Linked DNA regions of Mus musculus: regions 2 and 3 are each linked to region 1. The links are chromatin contacts, called in public ChIA-PET maps. All regions are on one chromosome and are shown on one strand. Each heading gives the region's core, a stretch centred on a gene start, on an enhancer-like site or on the middle of the called end of the contact. The rest is flanking DNA. Distances are from core to core; before and after follow the strand shown.

What was found. ChIA-PET counts read pairs in DNA pulled down with a chosen protein or histone mark.
Region 2: an RNA polymerase II ChIA-PET map of memory CD8 T cells shows a contact between it and region 1, with 31 read pairs. The contact joins two enhancer-like sites. A contact is called at or near these places in 1 of 484 Hi-C or Micro-C datasets (the HL-1 cell line), 6 of 115 datasets of contacts at active chromatin or transcription factors (cardiomyocytes, effector CD8 T cells, epiblast stem cells and 3 more) and 1 of 9 other capture datasets (embryonic stem cells).
Region 3: an RNA polymerase II ChIA-PET map of memory CD8 T cells shows a contact between it and region 1, with 19 read pairs. The contact joins two enhancer-like sites. A contact is called at or near these places in 3 of 115 datasets of contacts at active chromatin or transcription factors (embryonic stem cells, epiblast stem cells and memory CD8 T cells).

Annotation. Positions count from the first base shown.
Region 1 is chr8:125,529,765-125,533,781 of GRCm38.p6, reverse strand. The region is part of intron 1 of Sipa1l2 (signal-induced proliferation-associated 1 like 2); the gene reads left to right. All of the region lies in intron 2 of 4930566D17Rik (a long non-coding RNA gene), which reads right to left. Among named protein-coding and RNA genes, the nearest start is that of 4930566D17Rik, 9.4 kb to the right of the region's middle. Within about 2 kb of position 2,216, at least 99 of the 459 cell types and tissues checked have an H3K27ac peak or open chromatin away from gene starts, as enhancers often do. A contact at or near this core is called in effector CD8 T cells and memory CD8 T cells, where this site is marked.
Region 2 is chr8:125,335,867-125,339,883 of GRCm38.p6, reverse strand. No RefSeq gene overlaps it. Among named protein-coding and RNA genes, the nearest start is that of Gm30713, 48 kb to the left of the region's middle. Within about 2 kb of position 1,988, at least 58 of the 459 cell types and tissues checked have an H3K27ac peak or open chromatin away from gene starts, as enhancers often do. A contact at or near this core is called in effector CD8 T cells and memory CD8 T cells, where this site is marked.
Region 3 is chr8:125,389,876-125,393,892 of GRCm38.p6, reverse strand. No RefSeq gene overlaps it. Among named protein-coding and RNA genes, the nearest start is that of Gm30713, 6.0 kb to the right of the region's middle. Within about 2 kb of position 2,387, at least 117 of the 459 cell types and tissues checked have an H3K27ac peak or open chromatin away from gene starts, as enhancers often do. A contact at or near this core is called in memory CD8 T cells, where this site is marked.

The DNA.
Region 1 (4,017 bases), core at 967-3,466:
AGGACTCAGTCCCAGGCGCAGAGTCTATGGGAGTGGCCTTCCATGACAGGTGGCCTTAGAGGCCAAGAGTCTTGCCATTTCAACTGTGTTGCATTTCTTCGTGAGTGTCTGAACATATTTTAGGAAATTAAAAGTGAGAATGGGAAAGGGTTAGGAAGACAGGTTAGTCTGCAAATGCTTGCTGTGGAAGTATGAGGCCTGACTGACCCCAGGACCCAGATAAAAAAAGCCACAGTCCTGGGAAGCAGAGACAGGCAGAGTCCTTAGCCTAACCCTGAACTCCAGGTCCGTTGATAGACTGTCTCAGAAAGCAAGGTCAATGGGGAACAACACCCTATGGTGATCCCTGGTCTTCATATGAGTGTGTACATGCACACACACACACACACACACACACACACTTGGGACATGAAAAGTGTACTTGTTCTACTTGGTTCTCACAGAGAAGAGAGAGAGAGAGAGAGAGAGAGAGAGAGAGAGAGAGAGCACTAAGAGAAAGCCCTCGCTGTTGGTAGCTAGCCAGAGAAAGGGCTTACAAGACAAAAGTACTGTAGAAGCAACGCGGGTTCCCACCAGACACGGGTTAGAGTCCAAGCACAGCTCTGCCCGTGGATGGCACGTGGACCCAACCAACTGCATCCTAGGCTGCAGAGGCAGTTCCCTGGGGATTCCAAAGCCTATCAGGCAGATGGGGTCAGAGCTGGCACAGCTCACATCCGCTGTGCAGTTACAACAGCCTTGGGCTGCCTGGTCAGTGCAACTCCCACGGGGGTGGCTCCATCTCTGACCTGCTCTAGTGGAAAACTTTACTACCACCATTGGGCACCTCTGCTCTGCAGTGCAAATAGCTGGATAATTTTCTGGTTTAGTCTGGGAAACGGGAGCGTCCAAAATACTTGAGCTCCAGGCAGGCAGCTGCTAACTTTTCATTACCACATCTTCCCATTCAGATGCCCCTGGTTACCCATCCTTTAGACCAGCATCTGAAGGCAGGGCCCACAGAAGGCAGGGGCCTCTGCAGTTCACCCTCTGTTGTCTGTAGTCCAGGACCAAGAGCACCACTCCCACCCCACATACACTGAGTTACTGGGCTTTTTTTCTCTGCTAGACCTCCAGAGGGGCCGAGGTTCATTGCCTTTTCTATGTTGTACATTGCATGGAGACAGCCTGGAAGCCTGGCCTGTTTGCCTGCATGCGCACCTGGTAGATCTCGGTTGCCCCTGGCTACTGACCTGGTGCATGTGCACCACACTGGACATCGTGTCTCTCTCTGGTGTTCAGGAAGTACAGGGTCTCATTCCAGCTTTCTTGTGGAGCAGCCAGGCCTAGGGAGGAGCGGCTGTTGGTGAGTAGCTGCTTCTACAGGCTGGCCTCTGGCTGTGCACAGCTCCTGACTACAGCTTCTGGCTGTGCACAGCTCCTGGCCAAGCTCAGCTTCTGGAGGAGATGCTGGCGTTTGATTCACGTGGCTGTCGAGTCCACTGTCTTTTCTGTGTGCTCCCTCCCCCTTCCAGAAGAGCGTCTGAGCACAGGCTTGCTCTCCTCCTCTGTCAGCCTTGCTGTTGCCTTGTTCTCAGTGAACTAAGTTTCTTTCTCCTTTAGTTGTATTGAGCTTTGGTAACTTGTTTACTGTCTCAAACTCAGGCTGTGTGCAAATATAAATTTCCCCTTGATGTATCTTGCTGTCAGTTGTTGAAGCTTAGTTCTTGTGGGCATTCCTGAGACAGGCCGCAGAAGCAGGCAGTGGTAAAACCCTGGAGTGAGGGTAGACTTGGCAGAGGGATTCATTACTATTCTTGTTGCTGTGGTTGTGGACAGAAGCAACTTAATGGAGGAAGGACTTTTGCTTCCACACTGGAAAGATCTGGTCTGTCACGGGGGCAAGGCATGCAGCAAGAGCACCTAGCTGCTTGCTTTCATCTCAGTGGACCAGGAAGTAAAGACCAGACAGGAAGAGGGTTGGGCTATAAACCTCAAGGCTAGAAACCTGCTTCCTCCTATGAAGCCCCACCTCCTAAAGGTTCCTAACCTCCCAAAACAAAGCCATCAGCTGGAGGCCTGATGTTCCTGAGCCTGTGGGGGGCATTTCACAGTAAAGCCACATCAGGAGATGGGGTGGCCTGTCACATTGTGTGTCCTGGGGTCTCAGTTCCCTGGTGAGGCATAGGGTGGGAGAGTGGGAAGTACTGGGTGTGTGGATCACACACATACCCCCATGGACTCAGGAGACCCTGTGGAGGAAGCCTTTGCCGGAGACATGCTGCATCTCTGTGTGTGGCATCCCTGTCACCCCATAAGTCTCGCATCAGGAAGCACCGTTGGCCGAGCAGTCAGTACTTCAGGAAGTAAATCCGCCTTTCCTTTGGAGGTGATAGTGAGAAATTGTTTCTTTTTCTCATGCGTGTACCTCACGCATCTCACTTTTATGAACCAGACACAGTCACTCAGCATCCCTCCCTTGGACGCAGAAAAACCTCATTTCTCCTGGGATTCGTGTAGTAAAGTTGTTGGCAGGATTGAGCAAATTTCTCCCTGGAAAACATCCAAGCCTGGGACCAAGTAGGAAACAAGTCTGTGCCCACTCAAGTGTCTGGTGACAACTGAACTGTTTGCAAGTTATGCAGAAGATGTTTTTTAGAACTTGTCTCATCCTCAGGGTTTCAATTATTTTGATCCCTCCTCCCTCCCCCGACTCCAGAAAGGAGACTGAGGAGAAAATCCCTGCGAAGCTAAGCCCGAGTGACTCCCGCTATGGTAATTAATTGGCAGGAAAATCAATAATTGAGTGAGAAGTCTCTCAGTCAGTGGTGACAGAGACGGTGCAGTGAGATGCTAGTGAACTTGGGAGACAGCACCAGGGGCAGGGAGCTAATTGGATGAATTTACATACTGCATGCCTCTGTAGTGCCTGGGCTGCTAGTCAGTCGGAGACTCAGAGACCCAAATGTTCAAACCTCTTAAGCGTTTGACCCTGAAAGAAGCCTCAGTGAATAGGTATCTGACTTGGTGAATTAAAATGGGACCACCTTTGCATTGTCTGTCAGACAATTCGAAAATGTTAGCTCACTTCCTTTCTTCACAGAGCAAATTCTTTCCCATTCATCGCCCCTGTGTGTTTCCTCAAGGGAGCTGCTGCCTTAATGATGTTTGAGGATACTGACTCTGGGCCAGTTTAATTGTAGGTTCTTGTTGTTTGTAGGTTTTTTCCATCCTTACAAATCATTGAGGACCTCAGAGATGTTTGTTTTGTTTATGTGAGATCTGTCAGTAGTCATCATATTGGAAATAATAAACAAGTTCACACACGAGGAGAGGCTGCGACTCACTCAGCACTCATCCCATCAAAAGCTCTGCAGAGCCCAGGCAAGGCACCGTGAGATGTCAGGTACCAGCCAAGGGCGGGGCCGATGGTGTCACCTGTCTGAAGGCCTGTGTTCTGTGTAAGAAGCAGGGCAGTTCTGTTTTCCTTTAAAACAGGCGCTTCATTCCTTCTCTTTAAGCCCTCTCTGAGCGGCCTCTTTGGGTAAGTGCTCCACAGTTTACTCTCATGTGGCAGGTGTGTCCTGGGACAAAGTAGCTCTCTGATTCCTAGGTCTGTCCCTAGGTGTGATCCCTCGAGGGATAGACCACAGGTGCTGTGGAGCTCAAGGGTCAAGACTTTATAGGACCACTTATTTTTACTTGTCCCTGAACAATATTGAAGGAGATAGTCTAATCAATTTGTAGATAGTGTAAGTTTTTTAAATATTTAAAATTTTGAGATTATAATATATCATTACTCCTTTTCTTCCCTCCAAACCCTCCTGTGCTTCACCCCCTCTGGCTTGCTTTCAAATTCATGGTCTCATATTCTCTCTCTCTCTCTCTCTCTCTCTCTCTCTTGTGTGTGTGTGTTCTTAAATATAGAATGGTGCTTGCTCAGTCTGTACAGTGTTGTGTGTATGTATTCTCAGAGCTGGCCGTTTGGTGTTGGAGAACCACTCACCCTGCTTATGTGCTCCTGGCTAGGGAAGACTG
Region 2 (4,017 bases), core at 739-3,238, 190 kb after region 1:
ACCAACAGAAAGGGAACCGCTCGTCTAATTTAGGTCTAATTTGGATTAGTGCTGGCTAAGGGTTCTGTAGGTCAGCCAGGCCTATGTCATCAGAGAACAGAAAACAAGACAGTTATATTTCATACTTTAACCTAGCCACTCATGTCCATGGGAGATAGAGCCCTGTGGGTGGCAAGACTGTTTCATTCTTAAGACTGGTTGGAAATTTGCTGCAGTGAGTTCCATAGCTCCATGCTTCAGTTTCATGATGCCCACCACAGGCAGCTGGGAAAATGAATGCCAGCAGCCGCCTAATTAGATGACCCCAGCTAAGGAAGACAGGGCCTGTTACACAGAACACTCTCTCATACCCTCTGCCAGCTCCTGCTCACAGTGGAGTCTGTAATGCTCTGATTTCTACCTTTGAGTATCATAGAAGGGCAGAAAATAAAGGAAGAAATTGCTTATTTACCTGTTAACTTCTACTATAGATGGATCTTGGACACACGTAAGAATCTGACTCCAATCTAAATGTAAGAGGGGTGTCATGGGAAGGAGTGTTCTATCCATCATGAAGAGTTCCACGCAAACTGTTCAGCCCTCCTGGACTTCTGACCCTTCCACCCAAACCCAAAGGACAAAAAAACAGGAAAAGGGGCATGAAGTCTACACAGGAAAACACACATGAAGGCCACACAGGAAAACACACATGAAGACCACACAGGAAAACATACATGAAGACCACACAGGAAAACATACATGAAGACCACATAGGAAAACATACATGAAGGCAACACAGGAAAACACACATGAAATACACACAGGAAAACATACATGAAGGCTACACAGGGCTTTTTAAGGTCATGCTCAACAAACCACTGCAGGAGAATACTCAAGTTGATAAGGTTGCCTGACCCCATTTTTCTTACCTTTGTGTCACCATGACAGGAATACTTGACAAGAACAACTTAAGAGAGGGTTGTTTTAGCACATGGTCTCAGTCAACGATGGTGGGAGGGCATGGTAGAGGGAGCCTATGAATTTCTCACATCGTGGTGGACTGGGCGCAGTGGTCTGGGATTAGAGGCTGGGGAGAACTTTCTAAGGCCTGCCCTCAGTGACCTGCTTTTACCAGCCAGGCCCTACTTGGTGACCATCCCACAACCAGGATATTCAGCAAGAATTAACTCAGTTCTTAAAAAAATATTTCTGTGCGATGCAACTTTGCAATTGAGTTGTTGATTTTGTTTTTGAGACAGGCTTGCATGTAGCCCAGGCTGGCTTTTGACTTGCTAGGCAGCCAAGGCTGACCTTGAAAACCTGAGTGCCAGAGTCACAGGTGTGCACTCAGCTGGATTCATAGCGGTTATGTATAAAAACAGAATTGCAAAGTTCCTTGAAGTTTAACAAGAAGCTCCTGCCAACCTGCGGAACCTGCCTGAATGCGGGAAGAGGCTCCACCTCTGCCTCAGGGGGCAGTGGTCCTGCCCTGCCCTCCTCTGGCCAGTGAGCAGACTCCTCTTTCCTCCCAGACCTTACTTCTTGATGGTGGTACCGTTTGAATTCCAGCTCTGAGTCTGGCTTCCATGACCTTCAGACACGGACAGTGTGCTAAGGTGACACCCACTCAGAATGTCACCGAGAGGCTCCCTTCAGATGTGGAATTCTGAGATGAACTTCCAGTCCTGCCTTTGTGAACCACATGGGCAGTGTGATCCCAGGCTTATAAATTTTATAACACCCGCGAATGCTGGAGGAGACACATTTCAGAGATGGTTAAACAAGACCCTGAATTCCCTCGTGGACTATTTTTAAGGCTATCAATCTCTGTATTTGTCTCAGTTTACAGCCCTAATAGCCATTCTTTGCCTGTGTGCACACCCATAAATAAACCGAACGTAAAGGAGAAGGTAATTTAGATATAATGGAAGAAGCAACGCCTACACTGTCCATCTCGGGTGACTCAGCTCTTCCTCGCTGCCTATCACTTTTTGCGAGATCCTAGCTGCACTCCGTTCTGTAGACGTACTTTGCAGGCAGCAATCTGATTTCCAAAGGCTCCAGGAAAGACTCCCAGGATGGAAGATGAGTAGCTGAAGGAATTCTGAAATGCCAGAAGCCACAGCCCCAGAATGTACCCGGGAGCCCCGGGGGCGTTTGTGTACTGCAGCTAAACAAACACAAACGTAACAGCGCACACTTCCTACCACCCGGTTCTCCTCACATCAAAGTTTATTGATATGTTCAGAGGCCCAGATAGCGCGCAGATGCCCACATCAAAGGGCCCTGGTTGGAGCAGGCTTATCTGTCAGTTCCTAATTTCTGCAGTGCTTGCTCGCTAGTTCAGAGTGTCTGTTCTGTTTCTCTTTGTTATGCACAAGAATAATGTTGCAAGTTTGAATTATGAGACTGTCTCTTTGTTCACTTTGTTTTATCTCGATACATAGCTCCTGACCCAAAATATAGCTCTCTCTTCAGGAAGAGTAAGAGATAGATTAATCTCAAGCCAAATAGGTATGACTGTCCTTTTTGGCTTTCTGTTGCTGTGGTAAACACCATAACCAAAAGTAACAGGGAAGGTAAAGGTTTGTTTGGTTTACAGATAATAGAGTCCACTGTTATAGTTAGGGTTTCATTGCTGTGAAGAAACACTACGACCAAGGCAACTCTTATAAAGGACAACATTTAACTGGGGCTGGCCTACAGGTTCAGAGGTTCAGTCCATTATCATCATGATGGGAACCAAGGCAGCATCCAGGCAGACATGGTGCAGGAGGAGCCAAGAGTTCTACGTCCTCATTTGAAGGCAGTTAGGAGTTTCTCTTCTCACTGGGTGGAGCCTGAGCATAAAGACCTCAAAACTCACCCCCACAGTGGCACACTTCCTCTGACAAGGCCACACCTCCTAATAGTGCTACTCTGTAAGGCCAAGGATTCAACACACATGAATAGGCCAAACCCATTCAAACCACCACATCCACCATCAAAGGGACCCAAGGCAGGAACCCGATTAGCTGTCACAATGAACATAGTCTGGGAATGAGATTCTGGTCACCTCGGAGAGCACATTCCAGTGTGGAAAGAGTGTTAGGGAGCTACAGAGCAAAGGGAAGTTGTGAGGCAAGGCAGTTTTAAAAACACATTAGTGGAAATACTGGGTAGCTTGGTTATAGCAAATGAGGGAAAACTCACTTGGCTCCGTGTGCTTAGGTGCTGCCTGCTGGCATTTGGAGCTTCTGGGTTGGTGGAAGCTGGGGGTGGGGATGGGGGTGGGGGTGGGGTCTGTTGCATTAACACATCCCAAAGACTTAACCTGATAGTTAACACACAGCGACCTAGGACACACACAGACACACAGAGAATGAGAGGAAAGAGTTAAAAAACAAAAACAAAAACAAAAGATTGCCCTTTTCTGTGCTGTAAATCGATTAAAATAAAATACAGCTGTTATAAAGTTAGAGTCCCCGTGGGATGAGGGACATGCAGGAGTCCAGTAGGTCTCCCTCCCCATCCACAGCTACAAGCGACTCTCGCCGGCTCCTTGCTCTTCCGAAATTTCATCAAGACTGCGAAGGAAAGATGCCCGATGTGGCATTGTGCTCACACGACGCTCTTCCTTTGTCCTTCCTCTCCGTAACAAATCGCCTCTAAAAGCACACAGCTTTTGCTGCCTCGCACGCAGCCACGCCGCGTGTGGCTACTTAAGATGAAATTGAATCATCAATTATTCATTACAGAATTAGAATTAGCCGAAATGAAATACGGCGGAGATCCTCGAAGAAGACCTCAGTGCTCCGTGCCCCTGTGCCCAGCGACTACCAGCGGCTCTCTTCTGAATGTGGGCCAAACACACTTGTTTGTTTGTTTTGAGACAGTGTCATTGTATAGGCCTGGCTGGTCTTACCATGTAGCACCGGCAGACTTAACTCCAAGTCCTCCTGCTTCAGCCTTCCAGGTGTTGGTGTTAAAAGCATGAGCCACAGGGCCCTGAAGCTGTAACTGTTGGCACAGTGTGGAATTAATGCTTTCTGTCCTCAC
Region 3 (4,017 bases), core at 1,138-3,637, 140 kb after region 1:
CACAAACATATCACTGGTAAGCCTCAACCCTTAGTTTCTTATTCATCCCTAAGATCTAAACAACTTTAAAAGTCCCACAGTCTTTACATATTAAAAGTCAATCCCTTTAAAATGCCCAATATCTTTTAAAATCCAAAGTCTTTTTACAATTAAAAGTCTCTTAACTGTGGGCTCCACTAAAATATTTTCTTCCTTCAAGAGGGAAAAATATCAGGGCACAGTCACAATCAAAAGCAAAAATCAATCTCCAACCATCCAATGTCTGGGATCCAACTCATGATCTTCTGGGCTCCTCCAAGGGCTTGGGTCACTTCTCCAGCCATGCCCTTTGTAGCACACGTGTCGTCCTCTAGGCTCTAGATGCCTGTACTCCACTGCTGCTGCTGCTCTTGGTGGTCATCTCATGGTACTGGCATCTCCAAAACACTGCATGACCCCTTCAGTCCTGGGGCGTCAATTGCAACTGAAGCTGCACTTTCACCAATGGCCTTCCATGGCCTCTTACAGTGCCGAGCCTCAGCTGCTCTGTGTGACCCCTTCATGCCTTCAAAACCAGTACCACCTGGGTGACCCTTACACATTACCAAGTCCCACTGCAGCAGGAGTACAACCTTGGCTATCTCTGGAACACAACCTCTTTGTGCTTTCAGAAAACACTTCCCAGAAGATGTCACCTCAACGATGCTGGTCTCTTCTTAATCACCACTAATTTCTTATTAGTGGTCAGTATCAGCATCAGTAGTCCCACTAATGCAAAGTTTTTGTTTAGTAGTTCTGGTATCTTGTTAATCACAGCTGATTCTTCAGCCCCAGCTAACCAGAACTACAGAATCTTCACAATCAAAACAGCAATGGCCCTGAAAAGAGTCTTTAATTTCCCCTCTGAAATTTCACAAGCCAGACCTCCATCTTCTACACTGTTCTCAACATTATCTTCCAAGCTCCTACACAACATCTGACAGAGCTCTTAAAAACGAATGGATCTTCAAGCCCAAAGTTCCAAAGTCCTTCCACAGTCCTCCCCAAAACATGGTCAGGTTGTCACAGGAATACCCCACTATGCTGGTACCAATTTGTCTCAGTCAGGGTTTCTATTCCTGCACAAACATCATGACCAAGAAGCAAGTTGGGGAGGAAAGGGTTTATTCGGCTTACACTTCCATACTGCTGTTCATCACCAAGGAAGTCAGGACTGGAACTCAAACAGGTCAGGAAGCAGGAGCTGATGCCGAGGTCATGGAGGGATGTTACTTACTGGCTTGCTTCTCCTGGCTTGCTCAGCCTGCTCTCCTATAGAACCCAAGACTACCAGCCCAGAGATGGTCCTACCCACAATTGATCACTAATTGAGAAAATGCCTTACAGTTGTATCTCATGGAGGCATTTCCTCAACTGAAGCTCCTTTCTCTGTGATAACACCAGCTGTGTCAAGTTGACACAAAACTAGCCAGTACAGAGCCTTTTTTTTGGAAGTGGTCCCTGAGGGCAGATCTTGGAATTTACAGCCCAGCCCTGCTTCCTGCCCCTCTCTGCTTCCTCCAACCAAAGCCACAAGCTGTTCTTGCCACAGAACCTTCCCTACCAAGCAAGACTGTTTTCCCTTTAACCAAAATGAATATATCTTCCCTCAAGCTGCTTTATCCAGATCTTATGACAAAGATGAGAAAAGCAGCCAACCCATGGGTGAAAGTGTCCAGGCTGATGCTCAGAGGAGTCCAGGCCCTACCTAAAGGAATGGAATTTCAGTGTGCAATGCAGGAAGTGAGCTCATCTCCCTGAAACCAACATTAAAGCCATGAGCTTCTTCCCCAGCCCTGTAGCAAGCAACCCCCGAGGTCTCTACCCTATACTTGCGAAGTGTTAATTTCCTGGTAGCTAATGTCCTTGGAAGGGCACCCTGCAGAGGTCACAGACCACAGCAGTGGCTGCCTCAGTCCAAGGTCTCCTCCTGATGAGGATCTTCGTCTGTAGTCAAGTCCACCAAGAAGCCAAACGTCTTCCCACCTGAGTAAAAACCTCTCATCGCCTCTGATTGTTATTCAGAGTGGTGTCTCTGCCCACATTCCAAATGACCTTCAGAGTAGGGATTTGTTTCTGGCTCTTTCTTGGGGGTCGGTCCACTAAACCGCTGCTGAGGGCAGCTCAGATGGGTAAGAGTTCTTAAAGGCACAGGTGCAAAAGTGCAGGGACCCATGCCAAAGGTCCTGGTATCATTGCCACCCAGACTTCATGTCCATTATGCCCTCTGTAGGTTACAAAGCCCTGAACAGAGCAGCCCTCCACCCTCTAGAACCATTTCCTAGCTTTCAGGATGTAGTCTCTCTCTGCTAGGTACGTCTTGCAGGGAATTTAATTGGATGAGAGCTGGCCACCTGATCAAGAACGAGCCAATCAGATGTTTCCCCTGAGAAGTAAGCTGAAGAAAGCTGTGTACCCACCAAGAATAAGTGGGGAAGTTGGGGGTTGTCCTTTGACTTGAGTTTTAAGAGCTGACTTGCGGAGGAAGTTAATCTTCACAGAAAGAGACGGAAGCCTCAAACAGAGAGGTAAGAGATCGGAAGGGACCACGGACGACATGTAAGACCCTGCATGCAGGGGCCCTTGCGACAACCCAGCTACATTTATTTCTCCCAAGCTCATTGCTCCCTCCTACAACTAAGACACTGCTCCCCCATTCTGCCTAAGGACAGAAACCTTGCTGTTTTAAGCAAAAGGAAATGACAGTTTCACCCATCTCCTCTTGTGCTAATCCAAAAATCTTGATGGATACATGCCGCTGCTTTCATTTTGTAAATAATTAAAAACAAAAACAAATAAAACAAACAAAAATCCCCAAGGTCCAGAAATGTTTATGAAACCTCTTCTGAACTCATACAGCTTTGCTGTTTCAGGCTAAGGTGGAAATGAGATTCCATAATCCCAGACTCATCAACAGCAGTCTGCCCTGCTGTGTCCTCAAAAGCACAACCCGACAGCCAGGCAGAGTTGGCTGGAACAGAATGCCTTTGAGAATAGTGCAATTAAAAAAAAAAATCCCTTCACGTGTGCATCCCTGTCAGCCCTGTTTCCAAAATGTTCTCTCTAGCCCCCACTGCTTAGACCTTAATTCGTCAGCTCAGCTGCAGATGGTGTCATCCACTGGGGTCCTGCTAGTTATTAACTAGCATCAGCATCCTCACTGGGGACGGGCTCCAGCTGATGTCATCCATCCATCCAGTGCTGCTTCCTACCCCCGCCCTCCCCGCCCCACCCCAGGCAGCATCTTCTGCCAGACACCAAAGATGCAGGCTTCTCGTGTGCCTAGATGGAGCCAGAAGGCCTTGGTACTGTATCCCAGGGGAAGGATGCTATAGGGATTTGCCAACAAAGGACTAAATCTACCTGGGAATGGCTCTCTTTCTTGAGCCTGCATCAGGCCCTACTATGCTGAGAACAGCAGTGGTAGCATCCTTGGTGACAGTCACAGAGCAGCCTCACAGTAATTAAAGAGAAGCACTGGGGACAGGTGGCAATGCCTGACTCCGCAGACGAGGCCGTTAGAAGGAGCTTGGCTGTTCCCAAGTATTCTCTCCCTTTCGTCCTGCATTCTCTCTGGGGATCTGGCTCCGGGCCCAGGCAGGGACTGGCAGCCTTGCTATTTTGGGCCCTTCCTGGCCAGCAATTAGTACTGGGATGGCTGAGCCCAGGAAGAGGAAAATCCGGATTTTTATATGAATGTTTCCTTTTTACTGAACTCTGTGTGGAAAAAAGCAAGAATTAATTAGGACTATTCAAACAGGGATGATTTTGTTAAAAGGAAGTAAACAGGGGCCAGCAAGATGGCAGGAAAAGGCACCCGCCTGCCACCAAGTCCGATGACCTGAGTTCACGCCTTAGACCCAGATGGTAGAAGGAGAGAACTGACTCTCACAAGTTGTCCTCTGACCTCTACACATGCTGTGGCATATGTCTGACCACACATGCGCGCACACATGCATACACACAAACACTACTATTTTTTTAAATGGAAGTAAACAG